2 separate regions of the Zea mays genome follow, and region 1 is linked to region 2. Evidence: chromatin contacts called from public Hi-C data. All regions are on one chromosome and are shown on one strand. The core of a region is the stretch at or near the end of the contact, and the rest is flanking DNA. Distances in the headings are between cores, read along the strand shown.

Region 1 (6,929 bases), core at 3,886-6,385, 280 kb before region 2:
GTTGTAAGCCTTAAACCTGATGTTGTTTGTCTTCAGGAAACCAAATTGGATTCTGTCTCAGATTTTAACATTCTTACTATTCTTGGGTCCGGGTTCAGTAATTTTGTTTTTAATCCCGCCCATGGGTCCAGAGGAGGTATTTTAATCGCTTGGCGTGATGGTTCGTTTGTCTCAGCTGCCTCAGTTATCAAAAACAATTCTGTTTCAGTTCAGTTGCAAAGTGCGGATGGTCCTCTTTGGTGGTTCACTGGGGTATATGGACCTCATCAAGACAGTTTGAAATCTGCTTTTCTCCAAGAATTAAGAGATATTAGAAATACTTGTGTGGGTCCGTGGATAGTAGCTGGTGATTTTAATCAGATTTACAAGTCAGAAGACAAGAATAATTCTAATATTAACAGGTCTTCTTTGGGCAATTTCAGAGGCCTTATTGGCTCCTTCGATTTGAAGGAGATTCCCTTGAATGGTAGAAGATTTACTTGGTCAAATCAGCGGGCGGTTCCCACCCTAGTTAAGCTGGACCATGTTTTTTGCTCTACCTGTTGGGAGGAGGCTTTCCCTGATTGTTTTCTTTACAGCAGTGCCTCTGAAATTTCTGACCACTGTCCTCTAATTCTTAAACTCAATGCGGATCTTAGGGGGAGGCGTAGGTTTCATTTTGAGAATTTTTGGCCTAAACTCCCGGGTTTTTTGGAGGAGGTTGCTGCTTCCTGGGATCAACCGGTTCAGTCTTCTTGCCCTCTGGAGAGGGTGTCATTGAAGCTTAAAAGATTGGCGCGGAGGTTGCAGTCCTGGGGTCATAGTGCGGTTGGAAATGTCAATTCTCAGCTGGGACTGGCTCGTGGGGTGCTGCACAGGTTGGAGATGGCGCAGGACAGCAGGCCGTTATCCTCAGATGAGCGATGGTTGCTGCAGAAATTGAAACAGCACTGCCTTGTTCTTGCTTCTTTAGAAAGGACAGTTGCACGCTTGCGTTCCCGGTTGCACTACTTGAGAGATGGAGATGCCAACACAAAATTTTTTCATCTACAGGCTCGCTTCCGCAAAAAGAGAAATTTTATTTCCCATTTGGAGAATGATGGGAGGACTGTCACCAGCCATGAACAAATGCAGGAGGTTCTGGACGATTTTTTCTCCATTCTTTTGGGTTCTAATATCCAGAGACCGTTTTCTCTTAACCTCGCTGCTTGCCACAGAGTTGCAATTGATTTGAGTTCCCTGGAGGCACCTTTCTCTGAGGAGGAGGTTCGCGACACTATTGGTGCTCTCCCTGCTGATAAGGCTCCTGGTCCTGATGGGTTTACTGGAAAATTCTACAAATGTTGTTGGCATATTATTAAATCAGATCTGTTGGCTGCCATTAATTCACTCCATCAAGGGAATACTCACATGTTGGGGATGCTGAATTCAGCTTATTTAACTCTTCTCCCTAAGAAAGTTGATGCCTTGTCTGCAAAAGATTTTATACCAATTAGCTTAATTCATAGTTTTGCTAAATTGGTCACCAAAATGCTTGCTAATAGATTGGGACCCTATCTGCAGGAGTTGGTGGCATCTAATCAGAGTGCCTTTGTGAGAGGCCGATCGATTCACGATAACTTTATGTTGGTGCAGCATTCAATTAAATCTCTCCACAAGAAGAGAGTCTCTAGTTTGCTCTTGAAGCTGGATATCTCCAAAGCATTTGACTCGGTCTCTTGGGCCTTCTTGCTTGAAGTGCTTTCATATCTTGGGTTTGGTCCTGTGTGGCGAAATATGATCTCCAATATTCTGGCCTCTTCTTCTACGCAAGTGCTTTTGAATGGGTCTCCTGGAATTCCTATTAGGCACCGGAGAGGGCTTCGCCAGGGTGATCCTCTCTCTCCAATGTTGTTCGTATTGGTTATGGATATTCTCAACAGTCTGTTTAACCTGGCTGAAAATAGGGGGCTGCTGCACAGCTTGGAGGGTGCTAATATCCGTAACAGACTGTCCATTTATGCTGATGATGTGGTCCTTTTTGTTCAACCTTTTGAGGAAGATTTTCAATGTGTCAAAACGATTTTGGACTGCTTTGGTTCAGCCACGGGATTGGTATCTAATTTGCAAAAAAGTTTTGTTATCCCAATCAGGTGTAATGAGCAGGCGGTACAGATGGGCTGCAATACTCTTCAGTGCACTGCTTCCTCCTTTCCTTGCACTTATTTGGGACTGCCACTTTCAGATAAAAAGCTCAGAAAATCTGATCTCATGGTTTGGGTCGAGAAAGTTGCAGACCGACTTCCTAATTGGAAGGCTCGGTTGCTTAGTTTCGCTGGCAGGACAACTATGGTGCGCTTTGTGCTTTCAGCCATCCCGATCTACCTTCTCATTGCAATGAAAATCCCCAAGTGGGTGATTAATTCTATAGATAAGATTCGGAGAGGATTTATTTGGAAAGGAAGAAAGGAGGTAAATGGTGGCAATTGCCTTGTGTCGTGGGACATTGTTACAAGGCCTTTGGATCTCGGTGGGCTTGGGATTTCTAACCTGCTGTACCAGAGTTGGGCGCTGCAAGCTAAATGGCTATGGCTAGAAAAAACTGATCCTACCAAGCCGTGGTCTGGTTTGGACTTGCCTATTCAACAAATTGTCAAGAGATTCTTTACTGCTTCTATTGTTTCTCTGGTTGGTAATGGGCATAATACTTTATTTTGGACAGATCGGTGGTTGGATGGGTCTTGTATCCAAGATTTTGCCCCTGCTGTTGTGGCTAATGTTGGGAAACGAGCTATTTCTTCTAGATCGGTGGCCCATGCTCTTCAGAATTGGCAGTGGATCAGTGACATTGAGACCCCTCTTAGTTTGCTTGGGCTGCAGCAATATCTTAGCCTTTGGGATGCTTTAAGGGGAGTGGTGCTCACTCAGGAGGCGGATCGACATGTGTGGATTCATTCTTCCTCTGGTCAGTTCTCTTCGAAGTCGTGTTATAGGGCATTTTTCATGGGTTCGATTACCTTCGAACCATGGAAGAGGTTATGGAAGACTTGGGCTCCACCCAAATGCAAATTTTTTCTTTGGTTGGCAATAAGAAATAAATGTTGGACAGCTGATAGACTGCAGAAAAGAGGGTTGGCTTATCCTGAGGTTTGTCCTTTATGTGATCAAGATTCGGAGAATATCCAACACCTCCTTTGCACTTGCATTTTTGCGCGGCAATTTTGGTTCTACATTCTCTCTTCCTTGGGGCTGGCTAATCTTTCTCCTGCCTCTAATGAGTCCAATTTTGCTGACTGGTGGGAGAAGGTGTGTAAGCAAGTGCACAAATCCAAAAGAAGAGGCTTTAACAGTATCATCATCTTGGGGGCTTGGTGTTTATGGCTGCATCGTAATAAGGCGGTTTTTGATGACGTCAGGCCTTCTTTTCAGGGAATAAAATCAGTTTTTCTGGATGAGTTTGAGTGTTGGAGGCTTGCCGGTGCTAGACATCTTGAGGCTTTGGGTCCTGGTGCTGCAATTTTCAGATCAAGGGTTCTATTGGGGGCTTAGTGAAGAGAAGTTGTGTGGGTGTGCGGCCTGCTGACACTTGTGCTGCTGTCCTGTGCAGAGGGCAGCTGCATTCCTGTGCGTAGCATGTATTAGTGGTCTTGTGTTTGGTCAGGTTTTGGTGGTCTTGTGTTTGGCCTTTTGTGCCATTGTACTTTGGTCCATTTTGGACTGTTTCTTCTCTTAATTTAATGATGCGCAGCTCTCCTGCGCGTTCACGAAAAAAAAAATTATGTATAGGGTAGCATGAGTTGTTTTTGTGATCTGGTTTTGTTGTTCGGCCCCTAATATTTGAAGGGCTCAGTCTAGCTGATGGTATAATGTGAGCCCTAAGTTATTTTACCTGTGCTTATCTTGTAGGGCATCAGAAGACTTTCATTACAGTTCAGCAGGTTAATAATTAAACTGCCCTGTGTTTTGGGTCTGCTGGTCTCCACTCCCCAGACGATAGCATTGGATCCTCTTGCTCAACAAGATCTGACAACCGATATGTCTCTAGATCGTTGTATGGTGCGACTTGCATTGGCCCTACACAACGACTGAGGGCATAGTTTCCCAATGCTTTTATCTAGAATCAAGTTCCGCTGTTTGGTTTCAGTTACCAAATTCCTTGAAAATGCTTTTTAAGGGCTTGTTCGGTTGTGTCTAGATCGAAGGGGATTGAGGAAGGTTACGTTCTATTTAATTTTGACTAGCGAAGGATTTAATTCCCTCTAATCCCCTTCGATCGAGACGTAACCGAGTAAGCCTTAAGATGTGTAGGCTGTGGCTTGTGTTACTGAACCAGAGGATTGCTAGCGTCTGAATTTTTCGTTGTTCGGAGTAGTGTCTGAAAGGTACGAGGATGTTATGGACTCTTTAAGCAGGGATGCGGGATGCGTACGGTTGCAAGCTATTGGGGCGATGCTGGAGCAAATAAAGTGATGCAGTTTGCTTGCAGATTTTCAGATGTTTTTTTTGCAGGTAATTCTCGTCGGCCCTCAGGGCAAATCACAATCAACTTTCTGCAGGTTATTCATGTCGGGCTTTTCAGGGCAAGTACATACTTCTGGGCCACAGATTGTACGTGCGTCTAGAAGAGGCAAAGCAAGGGTAACATAACATCCCCATCCACGGCCATGGTCAAACGGACGGCTCAAATCTGCCCAAACTGTTGAAGTTGCAGTTCAACTAGAAAGCTGGACCATTTCAGAGTTGAAAGTAATACTGTTCTAAAAAAATTGCGAGTGGCACATGGTTTTGGGTCGCATGCACGACCTCGTCAACCACCATTGTACCAACCACTAGCATGCAGATCTTGTCTTTTACAACAACAACAACAAAAATTTTAAGTACAGGTACGGTGGTTCAAACCGCTAGTAACATGCAAACATGTGAGAATTCTTTTATTTATTTGTCTACCATTTTCTATTCTCAGACTGTGGAATCATCCTCACCCGACAGAGAACGTGGTGATGCTTTTACGCGTCAAAAAACACCAAAGCTCCAAAATTATGACACAAGGGCTCGTAGTTTTATTTGAACTTTATTTTGTCTGACGACAACGGAGGTGTTCGAATCGGCCGTTGGGAGCGCACAGTATAAACGAGCGAACACCAAGTCACGAACCTTCCGCTTCCCCTTCCCCTCACCGTGCTGCGCTGTTTACGCCCGCGTCCCCTTCCGTTTCCGTTCCATTCGCCTATCGTACCCCCTCTCCGTCTCTCGTCATCGTCGGCCCGTCGCAGCCACCTCCATCGGCCTCCGATCCCTCCACGAGCCTCCGGTCGAATCCGAGGTACGCAACGCGCGAATCGCCGCAGCCCCTCCCCCCATTCCGCGACCCGACCGATCCGCGCTGCGGCGCGTCATCGCCACGGCTTCTTACTGTGTGGATCTCGGTGGCGTGTGACTGCTGCAGGAGCAGGATCCGCGGCGGCGGGCGGCGGTCGCCCGGCGATGGCGCACCGTATGGACAACGAGTACGACTACCTCTTCAAGATCGTGCTCATCGGCGACTCCGGCGTCGGCAAGTCCAACATCCTCTCCCGATTCACCCGCAACGAGTTCTGCCTCGAGTCCAAGTCCACCATCGGCGTCGAGTTCGCCACCCGCACCCTGCAGGTAAACCCACCCGCAATGATTTGAAGAACGTTCTAGTTTATAAGTCGTTTTGACATTTGTAAATACACAACTTCTGTTATGTAACTAGACAAATAGTGTATCCTTTTCCACAACGGACGAATCCGAATTTCATTGTTTGGAATCAACTAAAATTACAAAAGTTTTAACCACACATTTTCCACTAGTATCACCAAAAAAACCTGCTTAGCTGGAATGAACACGGCATATTATGTGGCTAGATGCTTGATGTATCTAGAAAAGCCAAAACAACCTATAGTTTGGGACATACGATGTATGTCGTTGTATAGAATGTAATATAAAACATGACAACTTTATGGGCTCGTCTCACGACACCATAGTGGTTAAGGCAAGGGTAGCACTAGCAGCAGTAATGACGTCAAATTCTGGAACCGGGATGCCATCCTGGGGGATCTCGAGGGCATGACAAGTCCAACAGCTCAAGAGCACCTGCAGGTTGCGACGACACCGCGCTGGCCAACAATGGGCAGTGCTACATTAACTAAGGTGGGGTGAAGTACCCAAGTAGGAGCAGCTATGCTTATCTTTACTTAATTTACCTTTACTGTCATTCGTAAATCGATTCATCATATTGATAATTAACCAACAAATTAGATAAACAACTTTTAAAAAGAGAAGTCTACTGCTGTGCAGTGTAAACTGGGCCTTATGTGATGCCGATCGAGTGATCAGCGTGCTGCTCTCAGCTGGCGTGCCCATGAGGTCATGTCCTATCTATTTAAAATTTATCCATGCCCCGTCGATGCCGACACTAGGATCTGCTCCTTCGCCAGCTTATCCCACACGCTAAAGCTGGAGCCGGGCTACTATGGCAAAGCCATCTTTCCCGTGAAGGTGCGGGCGTCAGCGGAGAAGGTGGCCGGCTCATCTGCATGGTCCGGAGGCCAAGCATCGGATGGCCGAGGAGTGCCTAAGTCGAGCTGAAGGCTGTACCGGAGGCCACAACCCGTTCTTGATGATCTTCAACTATCTGTGCATGTCTTGAACTGGAGCAAGCTCGGGGTTTCACAGATGCAGACTTATGGGTACGACAAACTGATGTTCGCCGGTCAGCTGGTGAAGTGCAACCTTATTGCATCGTTCATTGTCATGAGGGAGGGTGCTTGGCTGCTCGCGCCGCTCGTCGGCAGCATCACCAAGCAGCACAACAACTTCGCCTGCAGGATGTGCGAGCACGGAGCACCTCGTATGATACATGTGCACGCGAGCATGAAGATGAAGGAACCCTGCTGCTACATCTAGGTGAGCTAAGTTTTGGGTGTATTGCTCCAACAGAGGTACTT
Region 2 (7,479 bases), core at 1,225-3,724:
ATGGCTGCAAAGAGGGATGCCATTTGCAATGTTATGTGGGAAGGGAGGGGAAGCTCTAGGATATGATGGTTTGTTTACCCTGCTATGGAACTCATGTTTGTTTGATGATAATGTAATAATATGATGGACATGGCTGAGACCAATTTTTTTCATTCCCATTTGTCTCTTCTTGTTGTGCTGATATTATTATCCTAATTTGTACATGCAAACCAGTGGTAAGATGCCTTCAGTCCCAGCTGGTGATCAGGGTGGGTTTGTCCCAGCTACTGATGTGATGACTGAGATGATAAGGATTGGTGCTAGTGCACCAGCTAACGCTGATGATGCTACTGCATCTAGTGTCGGTGCTGCTCCAGCAGCAGCTGGTCTTGTTGCTGCTGTTCCCGGGGGTCCTAGGGCAATGAGGTGGAACAACAACACCTCTGGATTTATTCTTAGGAGGATGGCTCAACTTCTTAGTGATGGTAGCAGGCCTGACAAGGTCTTCAAGGACAAGGATGTCAACTCTGTTGCCAAAGCCCTTAAGGAGTACAGTGGGGAGGCAGTGAGCCCAACTCAGGTGTATAACCACTTGAGGAAATGGAGGCAGAAATGGTCTAGGGTGTCTAAGCTCAAAGACCTTAGTGGGGCTTTATGGGATAGTGACTCCAATGCTATCTTGCTTGATCAGGAGCACTACCTTGGCCACTGCAAGGTAGCACTATGATTTGTTTCCTATGACTCCTTGCTTTTTTTACTTGTCTAAAACACTATCTTTTCAATTACTTGATCAGGACCATCCAAAAGATGCAGAGTTCCTAAACTGCCCTATTAGGTTCTACACTGAGATGGAGGCCATTTTTGGCCATGCTATGGCCACTAGCAAATTTGCACTTGGTTCTGGTGAAGCCTTAGGACAGAACCAGGTTGATAGTGTTGCTGCCAAGGTTGAGGGACCTGCCTTCACCTATATCTCTGAAGAGAGAGCACAAACTGATGTTGGAGAGGGTAGCAAGGCCACCGAGAACCCCTCCATAGCTGTGGGTAGGAAGAGGAAGAGAGGGAACTTCAGTGAGGATGAGATGCTTATGTTGACCAATATGTCTGATGCAGTGAACAATGTGGCTAATGCCCTTAGAGAGACTGGACCTGCCCATGTGGATGCTAACCTCTACCTAGCTGTGATGGAGATGCCTGGCTATTCTGAGGAGGCACTGATTGTTGCCTACACCTTCCTCCTGGACAACAAGGCTCAAGGCAGGGGCTTTGTTCACATGACTGAGGCACATAGAAACATTTGGCTTAGGACCTTCCTAGCCAAGAACTACTACATGTAGGTGAATTACATGTTGGTGTGCGCCACCACCCACTCTCTCTTCCTACCCACTCTCTCTTTTGACTACAACTGGGAATAGTTTGTTGTAGACATTTTGGTGTGCAGTCTGGTTTACTCCCACCAGTCCTTTTGTCTAATTTACCTAGGAGGGTGGCTAACAATAGGTAACATTTGGGTGGACACCATTTGAACCCTAAGCTATTGGGCTCAAACTTATTGTAAGGCACTATTTGTGTAGCCTCTGTTGGCTGTTGTGGTAAGTTTATATTATTTCATCCATTTCATACTATGATTGAAGTTTTTACTTGGCCAATGATGCTATATACACCAATCTGAGGTGCATTTGCATTTGATGTGTTGTACTGCAGCTGAGGCCCATGTTTACTTGTGCTTTCCTTTATTCCTATGATGACATAATTGCCATTGAACCATGTTGTCATTATTGCCCGTGTTAATGTGGATGATCTTTAAATTGTGAGGTACTGGGCATATGCTGAAAATTATGTTGTTTCCACCATGTTGTGATTATTGCCTTGGAACCATGGGGCACATCCATGCCCAATGCAACTGTTATCCACAAAAGATGACTGATGGTTGGGTTGGATGAATATCATGGTTTCATGGCTGCCCAGCTATGTTCCTTATGCTCCAAGTTAAAAGATCACATGAAAATGACAATTAATATCTGAGGAAAATTATTGCTATTGTCAATCTTGCATGGCTTCTTTGATGGATATGTTGCAGATGGATGCCCAACTACCTGACTATGTTGCAGATGGATGCCCAACTACCTGATCATGGCTTCTTTGATTGTAACATGTAAATAGCAATGACAATAATTGATCCAGTTAAGTTAAAATTGTCTGAGGCTAACTCAGTTGTAATGCCTGTATTGTTGTAAATAACAATGACAATAATGACAATTGTCTCTATTTTCTATCTATGGGCCAGGCCGACCACAGCCAGCTGCCAAACATATTCTCAGTTTGGCAGTAGGGCGGTTGGATCCTTAGCCCAGCTATCAAAAAGAGTCACAAACACGATCTAGCCTGGGTCGAGCTCATCTTGTACAGGAACACGAACAAGGTCACTTGCACCAACTGGGCCAAGCCAACTTGGGCTGGGCTAGAGCAGGCCGAGCCGCATGGTGCAGGGTCGCAAACACGCCCTTGGAGACCTTCCCCTGCCGCGGCGAGGACACCGCTTGCTTTCACGGCCGACGACCTAATCCCCTTCCCTCCCATTGGCAGCCGTCGCCATGCTGCGCGTCCGAAATCGGCTCCTCCCTCTGCTCGGCGCCGCCTCCCCGCTTCCCTCCCCCATCCACATCCACCTCCGCGTGTGCCGCCTCCTCTCCACCTCCACCTCTACGGCCACCGTCCCCGCACCCTTCTCCCTTGAGAACTACCTCGTCGCCGCCTGCGGCTTCGCACCCGCCCAAGCTCGCTTGGTGTCCAAGAAGGCGTTCAACGAGTTGTCCAGGGAATCCAAGAGATCATCGGAGGAGCACTCCTGCAGACGCCTCATCTCCGCCTCCAACCCAGATGCCATCCTCGCGCTGCTCTCCGGCGCCGGCCTCTCCCGCGCCGACATCGCCGCCGTCGTCTTTGCGGACCCGCTGATCCTCCGCGCTTCCGTGAGTAAAATCGCACCCCGCCTTGTCGCTCTCCGCGACCGCGTCGGCCTGTCTACTCCCCAGATCGCTCGCTTCCTCCTGGTCGGCTCACGCGCTCTCCGCCGGTGCGACGTCGTTCCCAAGGTTGAGTTCTTCTTGTCCTTCTTGGGCTCCTTTGATCGGGTACTGGCGGTCGCAAAGGCAAACTTGGGCATCTTCAACGCGAACCTTGAGAAGGTAATAAAGCCCAACATAGACTTGTTTCGTCAACGCGGCGTTCGAAACGTCCCTAAGATCTGTCTCCACCGCCCACGGACGCTTTCCTTTAACCTCGAACGCGTGAAGGAATTTTTGCTGCGGGCAGAAGAACTTGGGGTGCCTGCCGCGTCGCCCTTGTTCATGCAAGCAGTGGGAGTCGTCACCAGTTTTCCCCCTGAGAAGGTTGCTGCCAAACTTGACTTCTTTAAGAGGACTCTTGGTTGTTCTGAGTCTGAGGTTTCGAATGCAGTGTCCAAGATGCCACAAATACTAGCATTGTCTGAGGCGACTCTTCTTCGCAAGATCGAGTTCCTGGTCAATGAGGGGGCGATAGAGCCACAGTATATTATGCAAAGGCCTATCCTGCTCGCATTCAGCTTGGAGAAGCGGCTAGTGCCCCGGTATCGTGTCATCAAAGTGCTGCAGGGAAAGGGATTGCTGAATAGCAACATGAGCCTTTCCTCATTAGCTTCTCTTGCAGAAGAAACCTTCAAGTCCAAGTTCGTCGACTGCCACAAGGACTGTGTTCCTGGCCTTGCAGATGCTTATGCTGCAGCTTGTGCTAGTATTGTGCCCTCGACAGTGTAAGTTAAGCCGTTTCAAAAACAAAAACAGTGTAAGTTAAGCTTCTCATTTTGTGTTTTAGGTGGATGCTCATTGGCTGCTGTCCACTCTGCAATTTTGATTTCTGAAGTATATAACCACTCATGATCACTGATTGGTCATATCCAAGGTTTAAGTTATGGACTTGTGGTTATTGATGAAAGGAGCTGTGTTTGGCTTGTTCTGGATGCTTAATGCACGTTTTGTTGGTTTCATCTTCTGCCTAGCACATGGCCTAAGATTATCCTTAACTTCGTTGTCTTCCGTGGATCAGTCTTTGATGTAGAGCAGTATCTGTAAGGGAATGAGATGCTGACAGAATCTAAGTCTTAAAACTTTTTATTACTACCATTTTGTTTACTTTTTTTTTGTTTTAAGTAGGAATTATCTTGGAACTATTTCTACTTTTGTGCCTTTGCATGATAGTAGCAGGCATAGTGCTATTTATAAAGTTTAGCAACTGATATGGCAGGGTTACGGATCATGAGCTGATGTAACCACTGATGCCCTCTGTTCTGAGCTGTCGCTGGAATGATGTAACCACCGATGCCCTCTGTTCCGAGCTGCCGCTGAAATTCTAGATCTCTAAACTTGTGTGATCGATTGCCAAATTAGTTGATTTGGAAGTGTTGCCCATCTGAACCACGTCATTTCTACTGCTAATTAGTTGCCTCCGCGTATGTATGCTGGTCCTAAACTTCATTGTTATGTTGACTCTAAAAGCTGCACGAGTTACAGCCGCAATCTGAGAACAGTTTGTAGCTATATATATATGCCATGGCAAATACTGATATGAATCTTTCCACTTGCACCATAATATCTGAATATGTACGGCATAAACAAGGGGCTAATATACAAGACATGAACAATAGCTGTCTATCAACAATGTATCATTACCAACAGTAGAAGACTGCTCATACGGAAACTGGCGAAAATATTGATCTTTATATGTGAAACTGTATGCGGTCAACTCAGTCTTCAATGGTAAACCAAGAACCTAAGGTGTTCTCCCTGAAGATCATCCTCATAAAAGAATAGATGTAACACACAATCTTCATGATGATCTCTGATTTTTTCTGTGCGTCAACAATGGTTTTGCAGAAACCGTGTATGGTTCCAGCATCGTTGGTACGATCTAAAATGTTTACATAAGAGTATAATACTGGTTAAAGTGTAGCTGTATTGTGTTAGAACATAATTTAAGAACTATGGAAATGAATTAGAAAGAAACATAACTGGTAATAGAAACCTCATGGACTACAGGTGCTGCATATCCCTCTGTCATGTAATATAAGCTGGCTAGTAGTTATGCGATGCAGTAAGCTGGGTATTGTTCTGCGATGCAGTAAGTTGTGGGTGGTAGTGAGTGGGAGTTGCTTGCTGTTGAACTGATGTAACTGGAGGATATAAGTCGTAATTTTGTCATGATGTTATGCAATGGGTACGGGATTCGTCCCTGCCACTTCAATTCTCCAAACTTGATGTAATAATGTAAGGACCTTAAGGACTGATTTGGTGACAAGGGGATCACGGGAGGATCGGAGAGGATTGAGAAGAAATGAACTAATTTCCCTATCAATCCCCTTCAATCCACCTGTGATCCCTGCTCACCAAATCAGCCCTAAAGGGTTTGGCTACTTGCATCCTCATTCCTTAAACTCCATTAGTGAGTTAAATTTGTCTTTGGGTTCAAATTGTTTTCATTTACTTTAAAAAAAGGCTTACAGTAGATCACAGTGATCCATCTGTTGAGTGTTGATTTTTATTAGGAAAAAAACTCAGATACACTGCATATTTTGATTTCATATTATCGCGCAGATGCAGGAGGGAGAACGATAAGCATTACATGAGGTCAGCCTCGAAAAAGTACTATCACATTTCATGCCATTTCCAAAATTGTACTCGACAGAAAAGAGAAGAACCAGAGATTGTGCTTGTTGGGGGCTTGTTCTCAAATGCTATGAGTTAAGAACAAGGCAACATAGAAAATGTTAATCGTTAAAGTCCTTCGTCCCCGAAGCATTATTTCCCTTAGGATGTAATGACTTGCGGACGAAGGTTATGAAGGACATACCTTCATACATTCATTAAGTAATAGCGAGGAATGAAATATAAAGAATATTAAAGACAATATAAGCAATCATATATTATGATAGGGCATAAACAGAAACATTGTCGAATTACAAGTGTACCTTCAATCGGAAGGGAATAACAGTACAAGCTTGGCGCAAAAAACGAATGCCAAGTCAGCGTGAACAGTACGAGGATACTGTTCACCTATTTATAGACAAGGGACACAGCCCTTACAAAATTACATTCATGCCCTTTACATTTGATAATAACTCTATAGTAATCTATCGGGGTCTGGATAGCCTTTTCATCTTTAAGTCGGTTCCACTCTTTGCTGTTACGCCGAAGCTTTCCTGCTCAGCACCTTCGGCTCTGAATCAAGCTTCGTATTATTCCGGTCTGCTGCAATGCCGACTTTAGTTTGAGGGTACCTGTTCACACATTGTACTACAGAAATACTGTTAAATCCAGTTTTTGAGGACCTTCGGACGCCGAAGGTCCCCAACAGTAGCCCCTCGCAATATTAATTTGTTTGAAATAATAAATTTAGATTGCGATATGGACGAAGGCTTTACGCCGAAGGTCCGAAAAAACACCTTCCCTTTGCTAGAATAGCAACATTCAATGACAAGTGGGGTCTTTCAACTTTCAACGCACCGAGCGTATAAATACGGCCATACCGCAAACTCATTTTGCACGCTTTCTGGCCAACCACTCCCGCTCACTCAATTTTTAGCTCCTGTGCACTGTGATTTGCTAAGCTTTTAGCTTTGAAGCTTCGGCTTTAAAAACAGTTTTTTAGTGTTTCCGAAGATGTCTGAAGCTGCTAAGAAGGCTGCTGCTGAGATGAAGCTGAGTCTTGATGAGGAGAAGAACTTAGGATTTCTTATAGCGATGTCAAAGACCAACACAGAAAAAATCACCAATGAGATTCTGGAAGGGCTGTCTGAAGATACTGGTGACAGTGAAAGTTATGATGTGGACAGTGGTGGTGAAGACTCCGAAGATCGCCCCTGGCGACCAAGCCACTCAGTTTATGGTAAATCAACTATCAAAGAGAATCATCTTGTTAACATGAGAGGAAGGTATTTCCGGGATTTGTCCGTTGTGAGGGCCGATGAAGGGGAGAAGACTTGCCCACACCCTGAAGAGAATGAAGTCGTAGTGTTCCGAAGCTTTCTGAAGGCTGGGCTGCGATTGCCCTTGAGCAGCTTCGTCGTGGAGGTGCTGAAGATTTTTGAGGTTTATCTTCACCAACTTACCCCCGAGGCAATCATAAGGCTGAACATCTTCGTGTGGGCCGTGCGAAGCCAAGGTCTGAAGCCTGATGCAAAAAGTTTTTGCAATATGCACGAATTATCATACGAGACAATACCTTGGGGTAAAGAGCAGTACCACAATAACTTTGGCTGCTACAGTTTTGTTTCTCGATCTAGGTCAAGCTGCCCCGTGCCAACTTTTCGGAAGAGGTGGCCTAGCGGCTGGATGACAGAATGGTTCTATGTAAAAAATGATCTGAAAGCACGGGAAGATATCAAAGGTATAACCATACGTCCTATTTGGCAAAGCTTCGGCCTTCGGAGGCCGAAGGTTGAAATGAATGAAGCCGCCGAAGAGT

The links. A called contact is a pair of places that touch in the nucleus more often than the background predicts.
Region 1: a Hi-C map of bundle sheath shows a contact between it and region 2, with 2.9 times the contacts expected there. The contact joins the promoter of LOC100216670 here to the promoter of LOC100217134 in region 2. A contact is called at or near these places in 3 of 25 Hi-C or Micro-C datasets (bundle sheath, ear and tassel).

The regions. Positions count from the first base shown.
Region 1 is chr1:301,096,051-301,102,979 of Zm-B73-REFERENCE-NAM-5.0, reverse strand. It overlaps LOC100216670 (Ras-related protein RABA2c), which reads left to right and starts at 5,135. Exons shown (of 3, transcript NM_001143079.1): 1 at 5,135-5,281; 2 at 5,405-5,607. The coding sequence starts at 5,443. LOC100280558 reads left to right here. Exons shown (of 2, transcript NM_001153477.1): 2 at 3,865-4,101.
Region 2 is chr1:300,808,618-300,816,096 of Zm-B73-REFERENCE-NAM-5.0, reverse strand. LOC100217134 reads left to right here and starts at 2,474. Exons shown (of 1, transcript NM_001143502.3): 1 at 2,474-3,954. The coding sequence starts at 2,574. The coding sequence ends at 3,776. LOC103645715 reads left to right here. Exons shown (of 2, transcript XM_008668727.4): 1 at 1-694; 2 at 774-1,350. The coding sequence starts at 203. The coding sequence ends at 1,316.